Linked DNA regions of Canis lupus: region 1 is linked to region 2. A link is a contact called in public Hi-C data. All regions are on one chromosome and are shown on one strand. The core of a region is the stretch at or near the end of the contact, and the rest is flanking DNA. Distances in the headings are between cores, read along the strand shown. Region 1 holds the start of ZFAND5 (AN1-type zinc finger protein 5). Region 2 has its middle 120 kb from the start of ZFAND5.

What was found. Hi-C and Micro-C count contacts between places; a contact is called where the count stands out from the background.
Region 1: a Hi-C map of blood shows a contact between it and region 2, with 3 times the contacts expected there. The contact joins the promoter of ZFAND5 here to the enhancer-like site in region 2. A contact is called at or near these places in 2 of 9 Hi-C or Micro-C datasets (blood and liver).

The regions. Positions count from the first base shown.
Region 1 is chr1:86,090,177-86,097,213 of UU_Cfam_GSD_1.0, reverse strand. ZFAND5 (AN1-type zinc finger protein 5) reads right to left here and starts at 3,692. Exons shown (of 6, transcript XM_038527078.1): 1 at 3,187-3,692. LOC106559434 (a long non-coding RNA gene) reads left to right here and starts at 4,309. Exons shown (of 6, transcript XR_005354173.1): 1 at 4,309-5,197.
Region 2 is chr1:85,973,144-85,980,352 of UU_Cfam_GSD_1.0, reverse strand. No RefSeq gene overlaps it. Among named protein-coding and RNA genes, the nearest start is that of ZFAND5, 120 kb to the left of the region's middle. Within about 2 kb of position 5,447, at least 4 of the 20 cell types and tissues checked have an H3K27ac peak or open chromatin away from gene starts, as enhancers often do. A contact at or near this core is called in blood, where this site is marked.

The DNA of each region.
Region 1 (7,037 bases), core at 2,443-4,942, 120 kb before region 2:
TTGGCACAAATATAGTAACGCTATCCTAAATTCAGTAAATTTTCCTAAGTGAAAATACACATAAAGAAAAATTTAAACTGTGGAAAGTTTTCGTATCACCTTAAAATATATATGTACCAAAAAAAGCGTATTTGAGAGCACTTTATCAAAGGGAGATTGTGTGCTATACCTTGTGGTCACTGTCATTTAAATGTGCCTTAATGTTGACAAGGGAGATTACTTATGATCTGCTGAGTTCCGAACATTTCAAGTAAGTGCAGGTAAGTACTTCAAGTTCGAGATTGCCATCTTCTAGAATTCATATGGCTTTTCCCAACTACCATGCATTAGAATACTAAAAACAAGGTTTTAACAAGTTTTTAACACTTCTTACCAAAATCATAAAAAGGGGTTAGAGGACTAATCAATTTTCACCTGGCCAGAATCCTGTCAATATTTCTCAGTTAAATGATAGTAATCTTTCCTTTTGTTAGCAAAAAGAAGTATTTCAGCCAATCAAGTTTATATGGAGGATGATGGAGAACCACAACTTACTTCAAACACAGTACTAATTTAGTAGACACGGTCTCTTTAAATAGTAAGTGGAATTTAGCTGACTCATTTTGGAGCAGGGTAGTGTAAACATTTCAACATCACTTATGAAGTTTATTAATAAACATTTTCAGCTGGGTTTTAAAATTTTTTAATACGGGCAAAAATGCTTCAAATAATAAAATTACGTATGCATTTATTTGCATGCCCCCCACCCAAATGTGTGGGAATCAGCCCTATGCACAAAGTTCATTCCTTGAAGCCAGTTTAAGAATTCTGCTAGTTCAGTTTCTATACTAACCTCCAGAGTCATCTGACAGTGGCTTTATAAGAGCAAATCGGTCTAAGTTTTAGAGTCATCCCATGTTAACATTAGTGAATCCAAGTCTTACAATCTTTTTTACAAAAAAAGAGGGAGGGAATCTCATCAATGATTTTACCCACTTGGACTTGTCAAGTATCCCACCTTTCCTTCTTCAGAAAACACAACTACTTTCAATTCACTATAAATAGCCTGCAAGGGAGACACAAGAGACCCCAAGACATCATTTTCCACAGCTTCCCATCTTGTAGACTTTTCCCCCCTTAGAAAGCCAGCTTTTGAACACCATCATATGTGCAAAGCTTGCCTTAATATTTCTCAGAAGCTTAGATCACATGGGCAAGCGCTTCAGCCTGTCACAAGGCTGCAATGTGACAGGCTGAGCTGGATGGAGGCTCTCACATAAAGCCTAGTCAACAGGGGCCTCTGAAATCAGCTTCTATTTATATCTTAGAGCTTGCCAACTCCTACACAACCTCAAGAACTAAGGATGCTGCGTTCATAGATCTAATATTGTGGGAAACAAAACAAAAAGATATACCATTAAGGCTGCTACAATTTTCTTTTTCTTCTTAACGTAGGGAGGGCCAGCGAACAATCTCTCAAATTCAACTAAGAAGATGCATCATTAATCGCTCACGAAGCCAAAACGGTCAGGGTTGTTTATAAAAACCGAGCACAGTAAAACTAGCACCCAGGCAGAAAAAAATCCTGATGTTTAAATCCTTTGGCTTAGCAGCAATTTGGGGGAGAGGATAGTTTGCCATTAGGTGCTGTTTCCCTCCTGCTTGGTAACATTTTAGAAAAAAAACAATCATCATTACTATTTAGTACCTTAAAGTTTTGTTGTTAGAAACTTGTGCATTCCTGGGTCAGCTCTATCAGGTACAGAGGAAATGTTTATTTTTATACTTTGTATAGCTGAAATGTGTATTTTTACAGTTTGTGGCTTCCTCTAACTCATAGTTTAAAGAAAGCCAAAACCTAGGCATGTAATAGAAAAACTCTCCAGCCTCAAATATGAAGAAAACAAAGGCTTTTTGCACCTATAGAATTTAGTTTTCAGGTGCATAGGTTAGAAGATGGTAAGAATGCCTACTCACTTGGACTTGAGACGGGAGTTCCAGTCTCTATTTCACTTCTAACTAAAAGCCAGTGACCTTGGGCAAGTCCTTACTCTCCGCATCTGTTCTCTCTTTGCCAAAAGGAAGATTTACTCTTATTAATTTTAAAGTCTCCTTTCCAGGCTTAATACCGGGCCTGAGATAAAAAAATAGAGAATAACTACAATAAAAATTTTTTTGGGGGGAAAACATTAAAAAAAAAAAAAACTTGTAAGATAAAAATTGCAACGTTTTCACCCATTAAATTCTAAAATCCTACTTTTAAAAAAATAAGGAACCTAAAATCAAGTTTTAAGTTTGTTTCCAAGTCTGTAAATTACCCCAAAGCCAGGTTTAAAACCAGGGGCTGTGTGACCTATATACACACTTCTTTATCCTAATGTCCTTAGACCAGATTCTGAGAAGGCATTCAATAAAAATAACATGGGCCTTTCCTCAAAACACAGCTCCACGGAGTGCGTGGAAAGCGAGCAAGAATTTCACGTTCACCAGCCTAAATGCACGAAACAAAGGGGAAGGTGCTCCATTTCCTTCATGGAAGGGATCTCGGGCGAAAAACGCAGCGACGCTGGCAAAACTAAAACCACGACGACAGAAGATCCCCCCAGCCACGTTCCAGCGGATTTCCGAACAAGCCCCGGACCCCATCGGTCCCCCCATGCCCCTCTCTAAGCCGAGGCCTGGCTCGGGAGAGCCCAGCAGCAGGGCCTCCTCCAAAAACCACTGAGTCATGCAGAACAGCAGCTCCGCAGGCCGGGTCGGGCCCGCGCCGACCCCCGGCTCCGACCGGCTCGGACCGGCTCCTCGGAGGCGGCGGCGGCGACCTGGGGGGCGGGGGGGAGGGGGTGCGGCGAGCAGGGGGCCGGGGGCGCGGCCGCCGCCGCGGTCCCTTTGTCTCTCCGGGTCCGGCTGCCCACGCCGGGCGCCGCGCCGAAGGCGGCCGGGGCGGCCGCGGAGGAGGCCCGGAGCCCACACGCCGGGCATTGTTCTCCGGCCGGAGCGGGAGCCGGTGCGGGCGGGCCGGGGGCGCCGGACCTCGGGCCACGACGGCAGGATGACGCCTCCGTCTTTGTGCTCCCTGAGCCGGCCGGCTGGCCCCCCGCCCCCGGAGGCTCCGCCAGGGGCCCGCGGCCGCCCGGTGCCCCCCACTCCCACCCCCCGGCCCGGCACGAGCCGCCGGGCGCCCTCCCCCCGCCCCGCACCACTCACCCTGCGGGGGCAGGAGCGCAGGAGCCGGGCTCGCGCGACGCCGGCGCGGTGGGGCCGGGCCCAGGCCTCCGGGAGGGACGAGCCGGGCGCCCCGGAGCGGCCGCCGCGGGCCGGGAGCGGGGCGGAGGCGGAGGTGGCGCTGCCGCTGCCGCTGCCGCTGCCGCTGCCGCCGCGGGGTCCTCCTTTGTTCCTGCAGTAGCACCGAGCGTGGCCGGGACACGCCGGAGCTCGGGAAGTGGGAGGAGGGAAGCGAGGGGGGGCAGCGGAGGCGGCGGAGGGGGGACCGGAGGCCGCGGCGGCTATCGCTGCTCGCCGGCACTCGCCCGTCGTCGCCTCACGCCTCCGCCGGCGGCGGGTTGGGCCGACTCCGAGGGAGAGCGGGACGCGCGGGGGCAGGCCTGGGCGCCGCGAGGGCCCGCTGGTGGTGCTCTCCGTCGCCTCGGCTACGGCCGCGGAAGTTGCGTGGCTCCCGGGAGCGGGCGAGCCTCAAGTCCAGGTGCACCCGGGTCCCGCGCTCCGGCCGACTGACGCGCTCTCCCCGCCGGGCTCTCGGGCAGTGAGGGGAAGAGGGAGGGGGGCGGGGCCTGTGCGTCAGCGAAACCCCCGACGGCGGCGACGGGGAGCGCGGTGACGTCGCGGGCCCGACGCCCCGCCCCCCGGGCCCCGGGCCCAGTCCAGCCCGGCCCCCGCCGCCCGTCGCGCGGAGCCGAGTCACTGCGGGGCCGCCGGCCCCCGGGGTGGAGCTGCGAGGAGCGAGTCCTGTGGAGAACGCGTTTCTATTTTTAACCCGATTGTCCGCCCTCAGCCTTCCTCCTTCCGATTTTCTCGCTCAAGCCCGCTTCTCGCCATCTGAGTTCTCACGCTTTGTCTCGAGCCCTTGGCCGACATTTCCTTTTCCTCCTCACTCCCCTAACCGCCGCCCGCCCCCTCCCCCTCCCCGCCCCCGCCCCCGCCCCCGCCCCGGAGTGAGTGGGAGAGGTTTGCCTGGAGAAAAGGAAAAGAGCTCCTCTCCTCTCGCCAGCTTTCGAGGCCTCCCCGGCCCCGTTGCCCTGAAGCCCCTTCGGGCGCTCGAGGGTCCCCCCCGCCCCGCGCGCCGGAGGCCCGGTCGCCGCCGGGCAGCCGCGGGGCAGGCGGCGCTCGTGGCCCGCCCAAGGTCACGGGTGGTGGTGCCGAGTCAGGAAGCGCTCGGCCGACTGGCTGCCAGGCGGCTGGCCCGGGCGGCCCCGGCGTGGTTGTTCGGAACAAACTGTTTTGGCCAGCCTGTAAAATCCCTGGAAATCGACTATTCCAGCAAAGCGTCGTGAACTAGGAAAGCACCCAATGTTCTGCTCAAGACATTTGGAGCTGCGGGACAAACAAGCTAGACCTGAGGCAGAGCCCAGGACCGGGGCACAGTTGCAGGAGGAAGTTCAACGGCCGGGAGGGATCAGGCCGTGGAGGAGTGAGGCGCAGGCCGGCCCGGGGCTCCTTCCGCAGCAGCAGCAGCAGCAGCAGCAAAACACCCTCCTCACAGCTGATCCCTCCCGGGGACTTCAGCTCAAAAGAACAGAGTTACTAAGACAGAAAGTGCTTCTGAACTTTGGTCGTCAGCAGTGGCCCTACTGAAAAGTACAAGTGATGTTTAAGGGCTTACAGGAGCCGCCGTTAGAACGGAGCGACACAGGTCCCTTCTGTGTTTCCCCAGACTTGCTGACCAGAGAAATCACCTGGAGTGATTATTTTGAAAGATTCCCAGGCGGCTCCCCTGCTCCGCTGCAGGTGCTTTTGGTCGGTCTGGGGTGGAGCTCAGGAACCTGTTTTATTTTTTTTTATTTTTTTTAAGATTTTATTTATTCATGAGAGGCCCAGGGAGGCAGAGACACAAGCAGAGGGAGAAGCAGGCTCCATGCAGGGAGCCTGACGTGGGACTCGATCCCGGGACCCCCGGATCACGCCCCGAGCCAAAGGCAGACACTCAGCCGCAGAACCACCGAGGTGCCCCAGGAACCTGTATTTTTAAGTAGTTCTCCAGGTAGTTCTTTTGTGTGTGTGTGTGTGAGATTTGGGGAGAATGCTGTCCTGGTGCCCGGTGCCAAAATTTCCAAATCTGTGCCACAGTAAGGAGAATACGGAGAACATAACTGAGCCTTCCCTTTATGATTTAGGGTTATTGCTGTGGCCAATTAACGTGTTAGAGATGGAGGTGGTTTCAGTCACAGGTCCCCTAATCATTGGACTTTATTTCCTCGAGTGAGTGAAGAAATTAGTAAAAACATAGCAGCTACCATTTAAAAACTGTTTTTCAGTGCTGAGTTTTCTCTGTTTAGGGTCTCATTTAATCTTCACAGGAAGTCACTGAGATAGGTACTGTTGTATCCATTTTTACAGATGATGACTAAAAGGAATGAGTGACCTGCTTGAGGAGCTGAGGGACAGGGAGGTGATTTTTACTGAGAACAAAAATAACTCCGAGATTTCTGTCTCGTACACCGCACCCCCCACCTCAAATTTTATTTTATTTTATTTTTTTTTTAAGATTTTATTTATTTATTCATGATAGTCACAGAGAGAGAGAGAGGCAGAGACATAGGCAGAGGGAGAAGCAGGCTCCATGCACCGGGAGCCCGATGTGGGATTCGATCCGGGGTCTCCAGGATCGCGCCCTGGGCCAAAGGCAGGCGCCAAACCGCTGCGCCACCCAGGGATCCCTCAAATTTTAGTTATAAAAAAATGAAACAAGAAAATTCCTGAAGAAGCATATTTGGTGGGGAAAAACCCCTACCAACCAAAGAGTAATAAAGCAAGCTGATTAATTTTTTAATAATGTATTGCATAATCTATGTTATGTAGCCCTTTCTGCTAATTCATCCTCTCCACCAACCATTTATAATTTTCTCTAAAGAGACTATTTCAACCAAGAATGTGGCTGGTATTGAACCTAATTTTAGCAAGATTCCCCTCCAGCAACTGCCATACTTGTTCTCAAAGTGTGATCCCCGGACCAGCAGCATCAGCAACATCTGGGCACCTGTGAGAAATACAAATTCTCAGGCTCGCACACCAGACCTATAGAATCACACTCTGTGGGGTTGTCTAGTGATCTGTGTTTTAAGTCCTCCATGGGATTCTGATGCACACTCAAGTTTGAGAACCACTTACTCCTACTATACTGCCAGTTGATTTATCTTTTTGATGTTCATACTGTGTGAAGGGAAAGGGCTGAAAAAAAAACCACTTTTTCTCATCTTACTGGTGTAACAGATTAGGGAATACGCTTCTAAGGAGTTTTGTTGCTGCCATTCTAAATTTTCAGATGGACTTCTAAAGATAAACTATAAAACTCAAAATATTTAATAGAATGCTCTTAATATAAGTATGCAAAAGGGCTGTCATTCTGTGGTTATCAGAGAAAGCTTGAAACCAGCCTCTGGCAACAAGATATCAGGGAAAATGGGCATTCTGAAAATGTGGTGTAATCAGTTAACTGTTCAACAATACCTTTTTTTGTAGAATTTCATTACATAGGACATACCAAGGTGACTGATACCTGTCCATTCCTAAGGACTTGCTGAAATTATTTATTTATTTATTTCCATGAAAGTGTTTTTGCACACTTACTACATTCTAGGCACCCAGTCAGTGGGTGCCGAAATATAACAGGTAGGAAAAAAAAAAAGATCTTAGCCTTGTTCTCTTGGACCTTACCGTCATGTTGGGGAGAAGGACATTAACAATATTATCATATAAGTACATAATTATGAACAGGTAAATATTTTGAAAGACAGATATAGTATGTTGTGGGAGCATGTAACAATGACAATGGACACTGAAAATTCGCCCAAGCTGAATTTCATCACTACTCATCCCCATTG
Region 2 (7,209 bases), core at 4,198-6,697:
ATGATTTGATATTTATATGTATTGCAAAATGATCACCAATATAAGTCTAGTTAACATTCATCACCATACATTAAAAAATTCTAATTTGATATAATCTTTTTTGAGGGATAATACTTGGTCTTTCAGGATTTGTATGCATTGCACTAATGTCTGTACATATTTATTGACCTTAAGACAAAAGGAAGTGACAGTAAGTAGATTCACTAAATAGACCATTTTTATATTACTTCTGGAAAAGAGAAAAAATTGCACACATATACATATGAATGTATGTATGGATATAAGTATATATTATGTAAAATTATATCATATAAGATAAAAAATATATTAAGTATATATTTTATAATATATTATATTGTATTATAAACATATATGATAATATGTAGCATGCATTTCTTTTTATTTTTTATCATTTTAAAAAAGATTTTATTTATTTATTTGAGAGAGAGAGAGAGAGAGAGAAGAGGGAGCAACAGAGGGAGAGACAGAGGGAGAAGCAGACTCTGCACTGAGCACAGAACCCTACATGGGGCTTGATCCCAGGACCCTGAGATCATGACCTGAGCTGAAACCAAGAGTCGGACGCTCAACTGACTGAGCCACCCAGATGCCCCTTATTTTTTTAATCTTAAAAATATTTGCCCAAGAATTGTTTTATAGTAAAATGAAGGAAGGGGATGCCATGCTAGGAAATAATACAGAAATACCTCAATGCTTGTAAAATCCAAAATATATTGCTGGTCTTTTTCACCCCTTAGCATACCACACACACAAACACACACACACACACACACACACACGTTTATTACCAAGTTACAATGATTGATAAGCTATAGATTCAGTTTAATCAACAAATGCTATGGTTGGAAATGGGATCACAGAGGCCTGGCTGGCCCAGTCAGTGGAGCACGTGAGTCTTGATGTTGGGGTTGTGAGTTTGAGTTCCACATTGCGTGTAGAGGTTGCTTAAAAATAAAATCTTAAAAAAAGAAATTGAAATAAGATCACAAACATAATCTCTATCAGTGAACCTCCTAAAGAATGAACTGTGTCTATGTACATGTCAAGAGAACAAGGAAGCTTTGTTAAAAGTTCCATTGAGACACATGAGGACTAGTCAGTCACCTTAGATCAGAATGTATGTGGTGGTTTATAGGTATCTGTCAAAATGCTTAACAACAAAACAAAATATTTATCAAATGCTTACTAAACTCAAGGCATTGTGCTACTCTGCAATAATATAAAGGCAAATAAACCTGGATTCACATTTTCAGGAGCTCATGAGAGGCAAAAACCTGAAATCTAAACATATTTGTGGACTTAAACGCATATTTCCATCATTCGGTCACTAATATCAAGAAAGCTAAGAGTTTTTCAAATTGATCTTCATCATGGAATCTCAGAAAAATTTCTTGGGCTACTAATTTTTCCTGCTCTAGACATTAATCACCACTTCAGTTTTGACTGCGAGATATATATGGTATTTCATGTACAGGCCATGTGCCATCTTCACCGAGATTTAAATGCATACTTATATTCAGAGCATCCTACAGAGAGAATTGTCTCAATTTGCTCTTCTGTTTTGCTTGTTGCCCAATGATTTATGCCCCATGAGAAAAATATGAATGCTACAAGTGCTAGAAACATGGTAGGTGAAAAGTCATAGGAGAGCTGAAAAGAGGTAAAATAATGCAGTAAAAACAACACAGGCTCAGAAGGCAGGCGGCTTAGCCAGCCATTCCACCTACTAGCTGGCCAGCTTTAGTCATGACCTGGCCTTGAAGAGGCTCAATTTTCCCCTGTTGTGTAACAGGAGTAGAGCAGTTCCTTTTCTACCTATCTCATTGGGTTGTGTAAGGCTCAAACAGGAAATCTCCTAAGTCCAACAGAACCCCACGAGTGACTCACCGTGAAATGACGTCACAGGTTAGATTAACTACTCTAGGAAATTATCAAAGTTGTTGCTATTATTCTCAAAAAGTCTGAGTAGACAGAGATATCATTCACCTGCTTTTATCTTTCAGATGGGTGTGGGAGTGAGGTGGGACAGGAGCTGGAGGAGGAGCTGGAGAGTCCAATTGACTCTCATGTAATATTTATAGCACAGGAGAAAATGCAGTCAACTGAAGGGCTTTGTAGGGATTGACTACATTTTTTTATACCATGGTTCGTGACATGCTTACAATGGATTTCCCCTGAATTATCCCCAAAGCAAGTGAAGACACTGAATGATCCAGGTGGATTTGAAAAATCAACTCTAAACAATTTTTTTAAAAAAAGATTTTATCTATTTATTCATGAGAGACACACAGAGAGAGGCAGAAACACAGGCAGGGGGAGAAGCAGGCTTCCTGAGGAGCCTGCTTCAGGACTCGATCCTAGGACTCAGGGATCACAACCTGAGCTGAAGGCAGGTGATCAACCACTGAACCATCCAGGCACCCCTAAAAATTTTTTTAAATGCACACACAGCTCTTCTTTAGAAAGGAACTTTAATATAAAACAGACAATCACAGTTTATCTTCTATCCCTTAAAACAGAGAGAAAGCAATCATCCCATAACTTCACCCTTTATAGTAACCTTAGCTGATGAGTAGCTTTGGAGAAAAACTAAATAAACTAAGATGTACTGTGCTCCTTCCTCTCTCCTAACAAGAACTGAAAGTCTGAGTCATAAAATAGAGGCCTTAGCCACTAGTTAGAATTTAAGACTTGGCATTTCTGTGGAGGCAATTCTTAAACACAGTGTATTAAAAAAAATGAAAGAACAACAACAGCAAAACCCTCCAGACATTTAATGCCTGATGTTTTTGAAGAGAGAGAGGATTTATATTTGTGTGTGTGTGTGTGTGTGTGTGTGTGTGTGTGTCTGTATTCTTACATGGGCTGTGGCTGTGTTTTTGGTGATTTTCACTTTTAAAACATTTCAGTCTTAACCAAGGTCACCACTCTACTATTTTCTGGTCTTGTTAAGAGAGGTAAAGCTCGAAAAACAAGTTATTTTTGTTTCTGTGTCCTGTCCTACCCCCAGTCTTCTACTTTGTTGGTTAGTGGCTGGATTTTATTTACATGGCAAAAAAAGTCAAGCATTACAAAAGTTTAATTAAAAGTTATCGGAGAAGATATTTATATTCTGAATTGTAATGTAAATGCAGCTCTCTTAGCTCTTTGGCTAACCATGGTCCTCTGATGTACTTGATTTTATGTGTGAGACTCTTAAGCTTTCCTATTCTGACCCCCTCTAAGAATCTTATTTCTTCTTGGGACTCTTCTTCCCCTCAATAGTCTAAGAATCTCACTTAAAGATGGTGATGGTGGTGACCATCATGATGTGAGATCTGACTGCTATTGCCTCTTGCTATTTAACATCAGGGATGAAAATTGATCCTGTACAGTTTATAAATGCTACATCGCTGCTGGGATGGTCTGGATTCTCTATAACTTTGGCCTCATTCTGGGGAGTTGGATAAAAGGGTTCTATTCCTAATTCCAATATGTGTGTGAGGGGTTTCCCCACGCTACTAAATAATTCTCTGAAGTCAGCTGGGTGTTTTACAGTTTAACTCAATTTTAACACTATCTACCCAGATAATACATCAGATTACTTGTGGGAAAAGCTCAGCCCCACAAGACTGCTCCTCCTCCACCGCACTCCTCCTCCACTGCAGACACCAGATGCAAGTCCAGGTTGTCACTTGTACTTCTGACTGGCTATAGATTGGATGTATCCACATCCCCCTCCTTGGGTTCCAGTGATTTGCTTGAGCAGCTCACAGAACTCAGAGAAACATTTTACTTACTAGATTATTGGTTTATTGTAAAAGGTTATAACTCAGGAACATCCAGCTGGAAGAAATGCATAGGGCAAGGTATGGGGAAAGGGTGCAAATCTTCCATGTTCTCTCTGAAGGCACCACTCTCCTCAAAAATCCAAATGTTCACCACCCAGATAGATCTCCCAGGTAGCCCTTTGGGTTTTAATGGAGGCTTCATTCCATAGAATTGCTAGGTTAAATCATTGGCCTTCAGCGACTGATTCAGTTTCTAATTCCTTCAAGCCCTTGGAGGTCAGTGAGGTGGGCCTGAAATATCCCACCCTCCAATTATGGGGTTTGTTGCCCTGGGGACCAAACTTCATTTTTTGGCGACCTTGGGGCATTCTCAGAGTTGCCTCATTAACATAACAAAAGATACCTGGTGTCCCTCACCATTTAGGAAATTCCAAGGGCTTTAGAATTTCTGTACTAGAAATGGGAAATATCAAAACATTATATGGTCTCATTCATTTGGGGAATATAAATAATAGTGAAAGAGAATAGAAGGGAAGGGAGAAGAAATGGGTAGGAAATATCAGAAAGGGAGACGGAACATGAAGACTCCTAACTCTGGGAAACGAACTAGGGGTGGTGGAAGGGGAGGAGGGCGGGGGTGTGGGGGTGAATGGGTGATGGGCACTGAGGTGGGCACTTGACAGGATGAGCATTGGGTGTTATTCTGTATGTTGGCAAATTGAACACCAATAAAAAATAAATTTATTATTAAAAATATATATATTCCATTCTAAATCACAATATCATATAGAGGAATGGCACATTTTAGTTCACAATTTCATGCTCAGTGACTGTTCTCCAAAGTATAACTGCCGTATTCAGGAGCCTAGGTTGGGCTGGAATCCTTGCGGGGATAAGGCCACCTCCATCCCAAGGAAAACTTCTGTTTGCCAGGATTTGGGTAGATTTACTCAGCTACTAGGACAAAATCAAATGCCATATACTCTTCCCCTAAGACAAAAGTTGGTATGTGCTTTGCAGGGTTTTTGATCTGGGAGGGTAGTTAACGTCAGGGTAAAAGGGTGTGACCTTGAAGGTCAAAGAGGATCAAACAAATAAAAAACTGCAACCAGCTTTACCTCACATAACTGCGATGCAATATCTGGAAGCATTTAGAGTAGAAGATAATACATATACATTTAGGGCAACTGGCCTTCTATAGTTCTCAAATGCCATTTTGATCTGACCTGTAATATCAAAGTGTAACCATACAAAATAAATAATTCAATCACTGGAGATTCACAAACTGTATAATGAATAATATTTTAGATACATTTTCTAGGAAATTACCTTACTACTTTTTCCACATTCAGTCATCTGAAATATCTGACCTTTGTCCAATGCTTTGTTCAGAGCCAAGCCGAGCCACCGTGACATTGGGAGACCAGAGAATTCAAAGCAGAGCGGTCAATAGCCTCTCCCTAATTTGGAAACTGTACACACTCTACTCTTTCTGACCTATGGAGTTATAAAAATTCCGCAAACTATTTTTATCTTCAATGAAATCTTATTGGTGTAACCGGCATTAAAATGAGTGCTTGAATTTAAAACCTTGGTGTAGGCAGTATGTTGCATCATTGTCAAACCTGACTTGTAGCACAGCTGCAGAAGGAAATTGCTCAACCAAAGCCGACCATCAGAAAAAGGGAGGTTCCTGTAATAACTATATTATGTCAATCAGATGTGCCAAGTAAAAGAGAATTGGGTTTCACTACATAAAGAAAAACAAATGTGTTTCCTACCATTTAATTTTTCAATGACTATCTAGTTCAAATTCCAGCCATGTTTTATGGGCAGCATTTTTATCAATACTCACTCTATCAGTTTGAATTGAGTGATCTTGGATTTCCCCAAAGCTTCAAATGCCAATAACTAAAGTATTTCTTATAATGATAGTTGCTGTCATGAGGGAGTCATCTCTGATTCAAGTCTGAGTTTTGGGTTCTTTGGTGCCATGAACTTAGATGACACTCTTCTTCCTCTTCCCTAGTAGTATATCTTTGTAATTACAGATCCCAAAAGGGTATTGAGAAACTTCCTGAAAGAAAAAAATAAACAACGTAAGTGTAGTTCTCAATTGCTGGTCAGATTTCATGGGTCTGGTGGATTTGAGGTCAGAGTTTGGAGTGTGCCTGTGTTGGAGATGCGACCACAAGGTGGCAAGTTTTATGAAAGCAGGCGGAGTCCCTGATAAGGAATTCACTATAAGGAAAATGTTCTGCTGAACAAGTCAAACTCAGGCGCAGGCCAAAGGTTGGAAGGTCCACGGGAGTGAAAGAGGTGTTAAAGTGTAGCAGCTGATACTATAAATCAGTTCTAGAGAAAACCACCCTGTGCGTCAGTTGAAGGAGAAAGAAAAGAAAAAAACACCTGCCCTACCATCCTTGTGACCCTAAGCCTGAGGTCCCTGCTGTTCTTCACTTCTGCCCATTACCACCCAGTATTTCTGAGTCCCCAACAAGGGCATAACAAACAGGACATATTATTTCACCTGCCACTCTCTTACTGGCTGTGGACAATCTCAAGGTGACAAAAAAACATGAGATGAGCACAGTCTGCAGAATTCCAGGTGAGTGGCCAACAGTGTGGCCAACGTGGGGGATCACTGTGCAATGACCAGGAGTGACTTCTAAGACCCTCCTGAGAGATTCTGGCCCACCAGACAATGTGGGGAGAAAGGAATACTCTGAACGGGTCTGAAATTCCTTCCCCAGCATGTCCAAGTGTAACTGACCATGTGAAATTCTTTGTATCTATAAGCTAAAAAAGCCATGAGACATTTGGATGAATGCTATTCATGATCATTTTATCAGTAGTTTTATAAAATCTTGGAAGGACAGGTCTGGATAACCAAGATCTGACTCAAATTTAATTTTAGCTCATGCCTCCATTCCAAATTATGCAGTAGCATGAGTGTAACACACGCAACACACTGATTCTATAACTTTTGGACAGCTCTCTTCTTTAGTGAAATAAGATTTTTCCATGGATTGTGTTCTTTTGCTAGCCATCATGGCAGTGTACAATAAAGCCAGGTGAATACTTATAAGAGAGACTATACCCAGTAGAAAAAGCTAGGACATTTGATGTGAGGCAAAAATACAGTGCAAGGAAATTATACATAGGCATTGTAAGAAGATAATTTTAAATAAAAATTATAGCTATTGTCTACTTAGCTATATAGCATATGTCTACTTAGTATTCCATAGCAATGCAACAGTTAACATTGATCAGACATCTACCACATGCCTGAAACTGTGCTAGGGCCTAAGATACTAAGATAATTAAGACATAGACTCTGCCATAAAGGATTCCCCAACTTAAAAGGGAACAAATAGCTACAGTAAATAACATAATAGTGGGCACCTGGCTGACTCAG